2 separate regions of the Sus scrofa genome follow, and region 1 is linked to region 2. The links are chromatin contacts, called in public Hi-C maps. All regions are on one chromosome and are shown on one strand. The core of a region is the stretch at or near the end of the contact, and the rest is flanking DNA. Distances in the headings are between cores, read along the strand shown.

Region 1 (5,309 bases), core at 1,335-3,834, about 18 Mb before region 2:
GGCCCTTAACTCTGTCCCCATTTTACTGAGAAAAAACTGAGGCTTGCAGAGGCTAGTGGGCTCACTCTGCGTCATCTTGTCACAGTCTTGAGGAGTGAAGGAGGGGAGCGATACATGCCAGCTCCCACAGCTGTCCGCCCTCTCTTTCTGTGTCTGTGTGTATCTCTCTTCTGTCTCTGTCTCTCTCCCACGGTGGCCCATCAGGCACCATGACAGGCTGGTGTGGGAGATATTTGGACCGAGCACATCTCTGTGTCCTGCAAGCTCACCACCCAGGCAGAGGCCAACTCCAGCAGGAGGTTGGTCATGAGCCAGAGAGGCTGATTCCTTGGAGGCTCAGCACAGAACAGCTGCCGCTTCTACTTCGGCTGCTTCTGGAGGCCACACTGGCCCTGACTGCACACCCTTTCCCAGGCTGCGCCCTAGAGTGGGGGGTCCTTAGACACAGACAAAGGAATAGCTCAGCCTCACAAATGGCTTTGAAAATGGGGCCTCAGGGATTCCATTTGGCTGACACACTCTGCCCTGGCCCAGGCCTCATCCCCCAGAGGCGTCCCCCAGCCCCTGCCGGCCAGCTGTGTCTCCCACCACCACCCACTCTAAAGCCCTGACCACACGGACGTGGTGGCTCAGCCCAGAATTCCCCGTCACGCCCCTTCCCACACAGGGCGGGGCAGCAGGCAGGGACTGTGGCAGCAGGGATGGTGGGGGCTGACTCACCGCCAATATCAGACTCTGGTCACAGACCCCCCCACAGGGCACTGAGGGCCCTCCCTGCCTGAGCCGAGCAAGGTGCTCGCACACCTCTTGCCCATCGTTCCTGTCTCAGATGAGACCTCGAGTCTGAGACAAAGGGTGTTAATGCACCCACATGCTAATGGGCAACCAGCTATTGCAGCACTTCTGTGGGTGACCACAAAAGACAGAGTCACCGTGAGCCCAGCTCTCTTCCAGTGGGGTGTCCCTGGGGACCTGTGGAACCCTTCCAAGAATACGGAGGCACTGACAGCTTTGAAGACATCACTTTCCAGCCCCTCCGTCTTAAGCATTCTTTCCTAAAACCAACGTAGCTGAGTGTACACGGGTGCTTTCCAGTTTCCCACAAAACAAAGAAAGGCCTTGCCCATCCTGAATCTGGCTGTGGTGCATCTTCTCAGGATGTTAAATCCTCAGAGGGCCAAACACAGGACTGCGAGAAAGATTCCAGGAAAAAGCTAAGCCAGGAATGGGCCCTGCAAGTGACAAGTCACCACAAACCCTATGCTTTCTCGCTGACCACGAGTCCATCTTGGCATAAGAAATGCATATGTTCCCGGTACACATTAACTTATATATTTGAACTGAAAAATGAAATCAGAATTTCCCTTTTTTTATGAAAAGTTCTGATCTAGCTGTTTAGTTTTTGCCAAATTACATTATATGGTGGCTGCTTTCCATAAACTAAATCACCTAGATCTGCAGCTTCAAGGTTTTTTTTTTATTTGTCTTTTGTCTTTTCAGGGCCACACTCACGGCATATGGAGGTTCCCAGGCTAGGGTTCCAATCAGAGCTACAGCTGCCAGCCTACTCCAGAGCCATAGCAATGCCAGATCCTAGCCGCATCTGCGACCTACACCACAGCTCACAGCAACACCGGATCCTTAACCCACTGAGCTAGGCTAGGAATCAAACCCGCAACCTCATGGTTCCTAGTCAGAATCTTTTCCGCTGCGCCATGACAGGAAACTCCATTCAAGGATTTGATGAACAAATATTTAAAGTACATATATCATGTTCAATACACCAGAAATCTTGTCCGTTGTCACTGTTTCACCTTCTGATGGGACATTCTTTTTTTTTTTTTTTTTTCTTCATCTTTTTAGGGCTGCACCTGCGGCATATGGAAGTTCCCAGGCTAGGGGTTGAATCGGAGCTGTAGCTGCCCACCTACACCACAGCTACAGCAATGTGGGATCCAAACCATGTCTGCAACCAACACCACAGCTCACAGCAACACCGGATCCTTAACCCACTGAGCAAGGCCAGGGATCCACATCCTCATGGATACTAGCCAGGTTCATTAACCGCTGAACCATGACTGGAACTCCATGATGGGACATTTTAGATGTCAGTCTTAAGTGCTTAAAAATAAAAGCTGTTAAAATGCTTAAAGATACTTGAAAGGCTTCATGGTTTTGCAAAATCATTTTAGGAGGTAGTCAGACAAAAAATTTGGGAAGCTGGTCCCTAAGGCCCGCCCTTCCCTCAGGCTGGAAGAGGATTGATCAGTAGAGACTGATGAGAATTTCCGCAGAGCTGGAGTTGTCTGTGAGTCCACTCTGAGCCCCTTGATCCTCAGGCAGGGAGAGGGGACTTCCCCCAGCTCCAGGTTGACCAGGGGGCTTGGAGAAGATCACAGGTACAGAATGTGTGTGTTTCCCACGCAGAGAGAGTGACCTCACCCCTCTGGCCCGATGCATACAGAGCCACAGAAATCTGAGCCCTGGTGACAGGAGGAACTGGAGCCTCCCAGGAGGGGACCCTGACATGAAACTGGGGAGTGGGACACGCTGTGCTGATGCCTGGAGTTCATCTAAGGAGAAGCGGCTGGATAAAGACAGCCTGAGGCAAGGGACAGGGAAGTGACAGTGGGAAGAGCAGTGCTTCCACTGAAGGCTGAGAAAGGACGAGGACGCAGGCCACTTTCTGGGGACCAGGTGCACCTAGGAAGGCAGGAGGTTTGGATTTTGTCTTGGGAAGGTCTCCAGCCAAGCAGGCTTCCTGCCAGGGCCCAGTCACCAAAAAAAAAAGGAGCTGGAGGTGGCCCACAGAACACAATGCCGGAGAGGGCAGGTCACAAGCTGTCAGCTTGAGACTGTGTCTCTCAAGCCACATAAAGGCATAGCAGGGGAGCCCAGGAGGACCCCCAAACACAAGAAAATGAGCCAGTGTTTATATGAGTGCCTCAGTGCGGGGTCCCAAGTGCCAGATTACAATAATCCAGGCAAAAAGGACCTTCCTGCTCTCTGTCGCACCTCTCTGTCTGTGCCAACCCTGAGGAGCCAGAAGCTTCACAGTCAGTAGAAAAGGAGATTGAAGGGAACATAGTGAAGCTAACCACAGCCCATTCCCCTGAGTCAGGGTGGAACGGGAACAGGGAGAGGCTTTAAAGTGGCTGAGAAAGTGAAGCTTTGGGATGAGACTGGGCTGGAAGTTGTTTGACAATATCAGGAAGTGATGAATCTGCCAACATTGAGACATTACCCAGGCTGGAGGAGGGACAGGCAAGGGTAAAACTGTCCAAAGTCATGTCTTATTTTTTATTTTTTAATTTTTTTTGCTTTCTCCACTGCCTTCCCATGGAATCAGATCCCATAGGGCTATCAGGGACTGGTGGTCAAAGCTGGTGCCCATGGTTTAGGCACCAGAGAGCGCACAGATGGGAACACACCCGCATGAGTGATGTCAGCCAGAGGAGCAGGACAGGTGGTTGGCACTAGATGAAGGTGATGGAGCATGGCAAGAGAGAAGGGTCACCATCCAAGCATCAGTTTCAATTGAACAGCGCAGGGGATTGGGCCCCTGGGAGAGTGAGGACTGCTTGTGACAGAGCCTTTGTCCTCAAGCATCCCCCAGTTTAGTAACCATGAGTCACAGGGGGCTGTCTGTGACAGGTGCTGAGAGTGAGGTGTAACGTGTTATAAGAATTCGGAAGAGAGAGACAATTGATTGGGGAGCCTCTGAGTTGGTCTGTGAGAGATGGGAGGCTGAAGATGCTCAAGAAGTTTACAGAGGAGGAAGGCAGGCTTGCTGTGCCCTGGGCATTGCCCTCATAGCCCTGCAGCCCAGCAGTCTCCCAGAGGGCCCAGACAGCACTACCCACCAGCAAAGAAGCGCCTGTGGCCATCTGGAGCCCCAGACCTGAGCCTTCACCACGGCCAGCTGGGCTCGGGCACAAAGACAAGCTGGGGCCGCAGGTGGAGGTTTTGGACGTGCCTGGTCCCGTCCAGCCAGGTCCCTTCTGTCTCCATTCTTATTGGCTCCAAAGCTAGGGCATGCACACTGTAAACATGTGTACATATATGCACACACACGCATGTGTATGTACAATCATGGGTGCACACACATACTGCAGGTGGTACTTGTTTCAGGGACCAAGATCTTTGGGGAAAAAGCAGAGCCAAGAACAGGTGAATATATTTGGCATCCCAGGCCCTCGCTCACCAGATGTATCTATTTTGATAAGGGCAGTCAACAATGGGGAGGGAAATAGCCTGGGCACATCCCACCTACCTTGGAAGGCTTAGGCACTGATGGCTGTGAGTGTCACCTCTGACCCCCTCCCTCGAGCACATGAGCACTGTAATGTCTCAACTCCTCTCCTCAGCATTCTCTTCCTCCTGCAGAGGAAGCTATGGTCATCTCGGGAGCATTTGGAGCCCTGAAGTCTCATTGGCCTGGAGATGCTCAGCTCTCCATGGGCACATGGGTCCCTCAGAGTCCTGCCCTGGACATCTGGCCCCTCGTCTATCCATCCTTTGGAAGGAAAGCTGCTCTCATTTTAATAAGAACAACCTCTAGAATCTCCAAAGTCAGTTCTAAGAAGGAGAAACCCTGCTGAGGAAAGGCAGCTGATCGATGACCTGCACTGTCCCTCAGTTTGACCTCCTCTTGGCCTCACTCCCTTTGACTCCCATTTCCACCAGCTTCCCAGTCCTAGGGGAGTATTGTTCCCCTGATTGCAGTCAACAAATATACCTGAGTCCATACATATTAACTAACCATATCCACTCCAAGTGGCCTGGATGACGATCTTGCTGTCACCAAAGCCCCAAATTTCCTGGGAGCAGGGCCAGTGGAAACTCAACTGCCCATCATGATGGGTCTCCAGGGCTCCAGGTGCTGGGAGCTGGTGTCCTCAGTCCACTCTGGTAACTGTTGGTCCCCAAGGCCAGCCTGCATTGTACTAAGGTGGTCTGATTGCTGAACCCAATGGCGTAGTTTTTCTCTTGCTTGTCCTTGAAGAAAGGGCACCTTCAGGAAAGTCAGAAATCATACGTGGGAGTGAAAATGCTCACCAGCCCAGAAAACCTCTCCACAGACACAGTGGGGAATGGGAATCCAGGCCTTCGGTTCCTGACCCCTTGTAATTCCCTTCTCATAAAGCCTGTCCCTTAGCCCATGCATCTGTCCCCACCCTGGTGCATGATAGGAGGAGCCACCTAACAAGCCAACTATATTAGTCCACTTGGGCTGCCCTACCAAATAGACCGAGTGGCTTTAACAAAAGAAGTTTATTATCTCATAGTTTTGAAGGCTAAATGTCCAA
Region 2 (5,755 bases), core at 1,618-4,117:
ATAGCCATAAATCCAAGATAGAGCCAGTCATACAGTTCTGGAGACTCTGTGCAAGGCTGACAATATTTCTGTGCATTTGTTCTCTGTCCTCTTGGACATACCTACAATATATAAGAACAGTATTTTATGTACAGATATTATTTTAGAACCTTAACGCCTCCCCCACAAATCATTCACTGACATCCCACTTCAATTTAAACTTCTATTTACATGTGCATCTAAGAGAGAGTATAAGTAAAATAAAAAGCAATCTACACTGTATTTGCTATATCTGTATAATGCCCTTAAATGACTCTCTTTATTAAGTCACCAAAATGGTTGAACAACAAAAACCTAGTTATTCACACAATGAAAGTAACTGCAGAGAAATGCTCTGGAGTTGTAAATGTTAACTTACAGTCCAAGTCACTGTACTATATTAATGAAAAGTTCATTAGAAATTATTATAAAATTATCAAATTAAAAAATAGTAATTGTGACTGTCAGAAGATGTATTATACACAACCAATATAACAACACAAATAAGGATTTTATTAATGCCTCCATATTCTAAGTTGAGTACATTGAAGAAAACAGTTTCTACATGACAATATTTCAGAAGCAAAAAGGTTTCACAAATGAAATAATATATAAATGTTCACTTACCCCACATTCTCCATATATTTCTGTTGAGCCATTTTTAAATAACAGGGTCTTCCCACAATAAAGTCCAAGGCATGCTGGTTGAATATCGACAGCTTTTTAAAAACAAATGCCAGTATAGTAACATCTCTTGTGATTATAAAAAATAAATCAGTAATAGCTGAAAATTTGGCCGAAGTATCTCAAGACAGTTTCAATTTAAAAATATGTATTAGACAAAAGTCTTGATGCATTTATTTAAATTTTTCCTTTTACCCTGTGACACTGCAGAAAGTCATATGGAACCTTGTAGCTAATATTGTTCCTAAAAATTAAGGTCCCCAAACAGCAGAGCACACTCTGTCCTCAGAACTCAAAGCCTACCTTGGTTGGTCTCCAGTGGCTCCAGCCAGCCACTGCCCTTGATTAGATGGTCTAGAATTTCCCTTTTTTAAAACTAAAGGACTTATCAATCACCACTTTTTATTCTGCACAGTCAGGACATTAAGTTGACACAGACAAACACACACACACGAAATCTATTATCACCTTTCTTCGTGATAGAACACATTTTAATACCAGAAAAGCAGAAGGGACACATAATTTCAGAACATAGGTAAGGACTTTAAAATAAATACATTCATAAGAAGCTTAGTAAATTGTCCTAACTTCGGTGATTTTTGTGGAGGACAGGTGACAATTTCGTCAAGGTGGCGTAGGCCTCTGACCAATACTTGGGAACCCCTGCTTTAGAATCAACCCCTGATGTCAAGGCTTGGAGAACCTAAAAAGTGGCTCCTTTTTACCTAAAAACTCAGAGCCTACAAACTGTCATTGACCTCATCTACAGGAAGAAGTTATTGAAGGAAGGTTTTTGTTTTTGTTTTTAATATATCAGTGACATCTGATTCCCTTTGATCATGGATTCACTCATCAGTAAACATGCATCAAGTGTCTGATTCCACAGGTTAGGGACCACAAAATACCCACACAGGAACACTACAGAGTCACTCCGTCAAAGAACCTACACCCCAGTGTGGAATAAATCCCAAACAAATGGGGTCAAATGTGAGCTAGTTTGAGAAATTATGCATTTTATGACTATTCTTGAACAACCCTTTCCGAAATTCTTCATGAATTCACAATCTAGAGACTGCCTGATCCACTATACCCTTTCTTCTTTCAAGTTCAAGTAGACTTTTTCTTTCTTTCTCCGTGTGCTGTTGAGAAAGACAGAAATAGTACTTAAATGCCTCAAGCTTAATATTTTCACTTTTGCCAATTGCCGACTTCTTAAAAAATCCATAGGCTTCTTTACTTAAAACTTATTTTTAAATCAATCGTAATACACCAAGTGTAATCATAAGGTTCTAAACTTATAGATGGAAACGAGTTGTTTCAGATTTTCCAAGACAGCAGAAGTTAAGAATTGGAAACTTCTTCTATACTGGTTTTGCACCTAGTAGATGCTTAATAAATGCATCTGGGTGTAAACAATCTAAAGTTTCCCAAATCCAAAGCCTGAAAACCGGTATGATAAACTGAAAGCAACAGCTTATCATCGACCAAAAAAACCCCTGGCTCCCAGGGTCCGCTCATTTTTTCCTTTCATTTCCCTTATTAAAGGAGGTCTAAAGGACTTTTTTTGCAACCGTCTTGCTTCTTTGTGAAGGGCCCTAAAAACTTACGTTAGATGCTGAAGCAGGACACAACAGTTATGCAGCAATTAGTTTCTGCTTCCTTTACTGTTTTCCTGCACTTACTTACGCCCTTGCTTTAAATGTCGAGTCAACCCACAGGAATGTTAAACAAAGGGACTGAAACAGAGGGGCTGAAGTGACATTCTGAACAAACAACAAAGGTCTGGCCTTTCCCCTGCAGTAGGCAGCCGTTCTCCCTCTGCAGTCGGTCTCCCCTCTGCGGCTAGTGAGCAGCGCAGCCCATCCCCATCCCACCTCGGCCCAGCCGACAGCGGGTGGAAACAAGGGACAAAGATTCGCTGCTATTCGGAGGCCACCCGCTGGGGCCGAGCCCAGAGCTGGCAGCATAGGGAAGAAGCAGGGACTAGGATGAAACGCTTCCCAGGACCTCGGCGACCACTCACCCATCGGCAGCTTGTAGGTTTCCCGGGAGAAGCTCCGGGATCAGCCAACCCCGCCACAGCGCCCGGACATCCGGGCCAAAGCCGCCTCGGCGGCCCCGCCTCCTGGTAACCCGGTGACCGTCCCGAAGCCCCGCCCCGCCTCGCGCTTCCTGGTATAAGCTCCGTGGCCCCGCCCCCCCTGGCGCGGACGACGCGAGTGGGCCTGCGGCTTAAAGCGCCGGTGGTCGCGTAGTGGTTGATCTCCCGGTCGACGACAATGGCAAGCAGGCTGCCGGTGGCTCAGCTGCCTCCGCACGACCCGGGGACGCCGGCGCTGTCCGTTGTGGACATGCACACGGGCGGCGAACCCCTGCGAATCGTGCTAGCGGGGTGTCCGGAGGTGGCTGGACCCACACTGCTGGCCAAGCGGCGCTACATGCGCCAGCACCTTGACTACGTGCGGCGACGGCTTATGTTTGAACCCCGGGGGCACAGGGACATGTACGGAGCTGTGCTGGTGCCCAGCGAGCTGCCGGAAGCGCACCTAGGCGTCCTGTTTCTGCACAACGAGGGCTACAGCTCCATGTGTGGCCACGCAGTGCTGGCGCTGGGCCGCTTCGCGCTCGACTATGGCCTCGTGTCGGCGCCCCCGACCGGCGCCCGCGAGGCCCTCGTCAACATCCACTGCCCGTGCGGGCTGGTGACCGCCTTCGTGGAGTGCGAGGGCGGCCGCAGTCGCGGCCCGGTGCGCTTCCACAGCGTCCCAGCCTTTGCGCTGGCCACAGGTAACCCGTAGGACTCTTCCAGCCCTGCAGCCCTGGACCCAACTAATTACATTAACTCTCTCTAGGCTGGAACTCACGCACGCAGCACAACTAACCCACTCCACAAGCCTTTGCAATCAGTAAGAAGGTAATCCTAAATCACTGCAAATGTGTGACAGCATCTTAGCCTTGCGAATTTGTGTAGTGCATGCAATTTGATTATCCTGCAGATCTGTCCACCTGTGGTTTGGGGAGAGCCTTGAGGAGTGCAGAATTCCGTGTTTCCCTTACTCAGCGCCTAGTTCCCCACTCGTCAGACATTCCTAGAGATTTCACAGTTGGATGAAGCAAGGTCCACTAGGGTCAAGGAAAGTACAAAAAACAGCCGACCTACCGGGGCTCCAAGCTGGCTCAGAATTTGCTTGCTAACATGTTATTACCCCCAGACAAGTTAGTAGACACAAGTTACTAAAACTCGTCTGCAAAAAGTGTTTTGCCCACTTCTTAAGGGAAGAATTAAAGAATCAAATCTTTTCAAGAAGATATGGACGTTGCCTTTAGAATAGAAACAGACGTTGCCTGGGTCCAAATCCTTATACCTCCTTAAAGTTGTCAGCCTTTGTCAAATTACTTCTCTGTGCCTGTTGTGTCCTCGTTTGTTAACTCACTGAGGTTTTTTTTGTGAGGGTTTAATGAGAGTATATACAAGGAACTTAGAATTTTAAAAAATATATATTTTCTTAGAGACAGAAAGACTGCAGAATATTTAGGGTTGCTAGTTCTCTAGGTGTGCAGAGCCTTTCAAAGGTTTTGGTGGTTTCTGTGGTACAGAGCCTGAATGTCATGTGAAATGGAGTGTCTATGCCTGTAATCCTTACAAAGAGGGAGATTCCTACAAATTCTATGAGTAAAGGCTGAATTCTGTCACTGAGGATGCGTTAGTAGTCTGACTGAAGTGAGCTGGAAGCTGATTTAGTCCAGGAATAGGGGTATCATTCCTTTTCTCCAGAGTCTTCAGGCCATGCACATCCTTCTGTTAATTTGATCTTGATCTTCCTCTTGGATTTGAATTCCAGATTAGCCTGATTATGACTGCTATGAATGATGCAGTGTTAGCCCAGGCATTTGAGTCTTATAGCAACCTCAGGCTGCTGAATCACACAAGTTGATAAAGAATACCACTTTGGGGAGTTCCCATTGTGGCTCAGCAGTTACCGAACCAACTAGTATCCGTGAGGTTTCGGGTTCAATCCCTGGGCTCGCTCGGTGAGTTAAGGATCTGGAGTTGCCGTGAGCTCTGGTGTAGATCTCAGACACATCTTGGATCCCGAGTTGCTGTGGCTCTGGCGGACAACTTAATTTCTGAATTCAAGACCCCACTCTACCCTGTTGGTTGACTTAGTCTCATTGCTCCACGTGCTGCCCCCTTTTCTGATGTATGCGTGAGCAAAGGTTTCTCAAAGGTGCCAAGTCTTGGAAAGGAGGGCCTTAACAGCCTGCAGGGTAAGCCAGCAAAACCGCATCTCCCTTGGCCATGTGACCTGCCCTGTCCTCTGCCTCCTGCTTCTCCTTGCTGTCTCTGCCACACCCCTTAGCCTCCTTAAGGTGCCCTGGGAAAGTCCACACAGGTCCTCTGCACTCAGAACCTTCAGCCTCTTTTCTTGGTCCAGAGGTAGTTTCTCTGTTGACCAGGAGAAATATTCTCCCTTTGGGACACTCCTTTGCCAAACAGTCACCTCCCCCGATAGCTTAAGTTTCTATAAAACAAAAGCATAAAGACCTGCTTTTTCCCCTGCCCTGTGCCTCCCCCAGAGGCTGTGATCACCAAGCCCACTTGAATTGGGGAGGAAGTAGGGGAGGGATAAAACAGTTTTAATGTCCCCAAGTCCCATCCCTTTGGAAATACAAATTTAGGATTTCAAATAACAGCATTTCAGGAGAAACTTTGGGTATGTCAGAGGTATAAAATACCCACAAATAAAAACCCTGATGCAAAGCTACAATAACTTTATTCTTGGTATTCGCCTGCAGGATACTTTCATGACATGAAAATATCTAGATAAATAAGTGTATATAACATATAGTAGATAAGTATATATAACATATATATATAGAGAGAGAGTATATAACATTACAGCTGAAGAAGACCACTTTGTGAATAGACTCCAAAATCCTTATTGTTTTAAACCATTCCCAATAGTATGAGAAGGGACCTACATTTTCTTTGTAGTTTTCACATGTTCATGTCCCAGGGTTTTCTCTCTCTCTGCCTCTATGATGTTTTCTA

Evidence for each region. A called contact is a pair of places that touch in the nucleus more often than the background predicts.
Region 1: a contact with region 2 is called in a Hi-C map of omental adipose tissue, with 12 times the contacts expected there. The contact joins the enhancer-like site here to the promoter of JKAMP in region 2. A contact is called at or near these places in 4 of 47 Hi-C or Micro-C datasets (mesenteric adipose tissue, omental adipose tissue, retroperitoneal adipose tissue and 1 more).

The regions. Positions count from the first base shown.
Region 1 is chr1:206,465,441-206,470,749 of Sscrofa11.1, reverse strand. No RefSeq gene overlaps it. Among named protein-coding and RNA genes, the nearest start is that of BNC2, 540 kb to the right of the region's middle. Within about 2 kb of position 2,584, at least 4 of the 83 cell types and tissues checked have an H3K27ac peak or open chromatin away from gene starts, as enhancers often do. A contact at or near this core is called in omental adipose tissue, where this site is marked.
Region 2 is chr1:188,595,568-188,601,322 of Sscrofa11.1, reverse strand. JKAMP (JNK1/MAPK8-associated membrane protein) reads right to left here and starts at 2,867. Exons shown (of 7, transcript XM_021102711.1): 1 at 2,726-2,867; 2 at 646-737; 3 at 1-101. The coding sequence starts at 2,729. All of the region lies in intron 4 of L3HYPDH (trans-3-hydroxy-L-proline dehydratase), which reads left to right.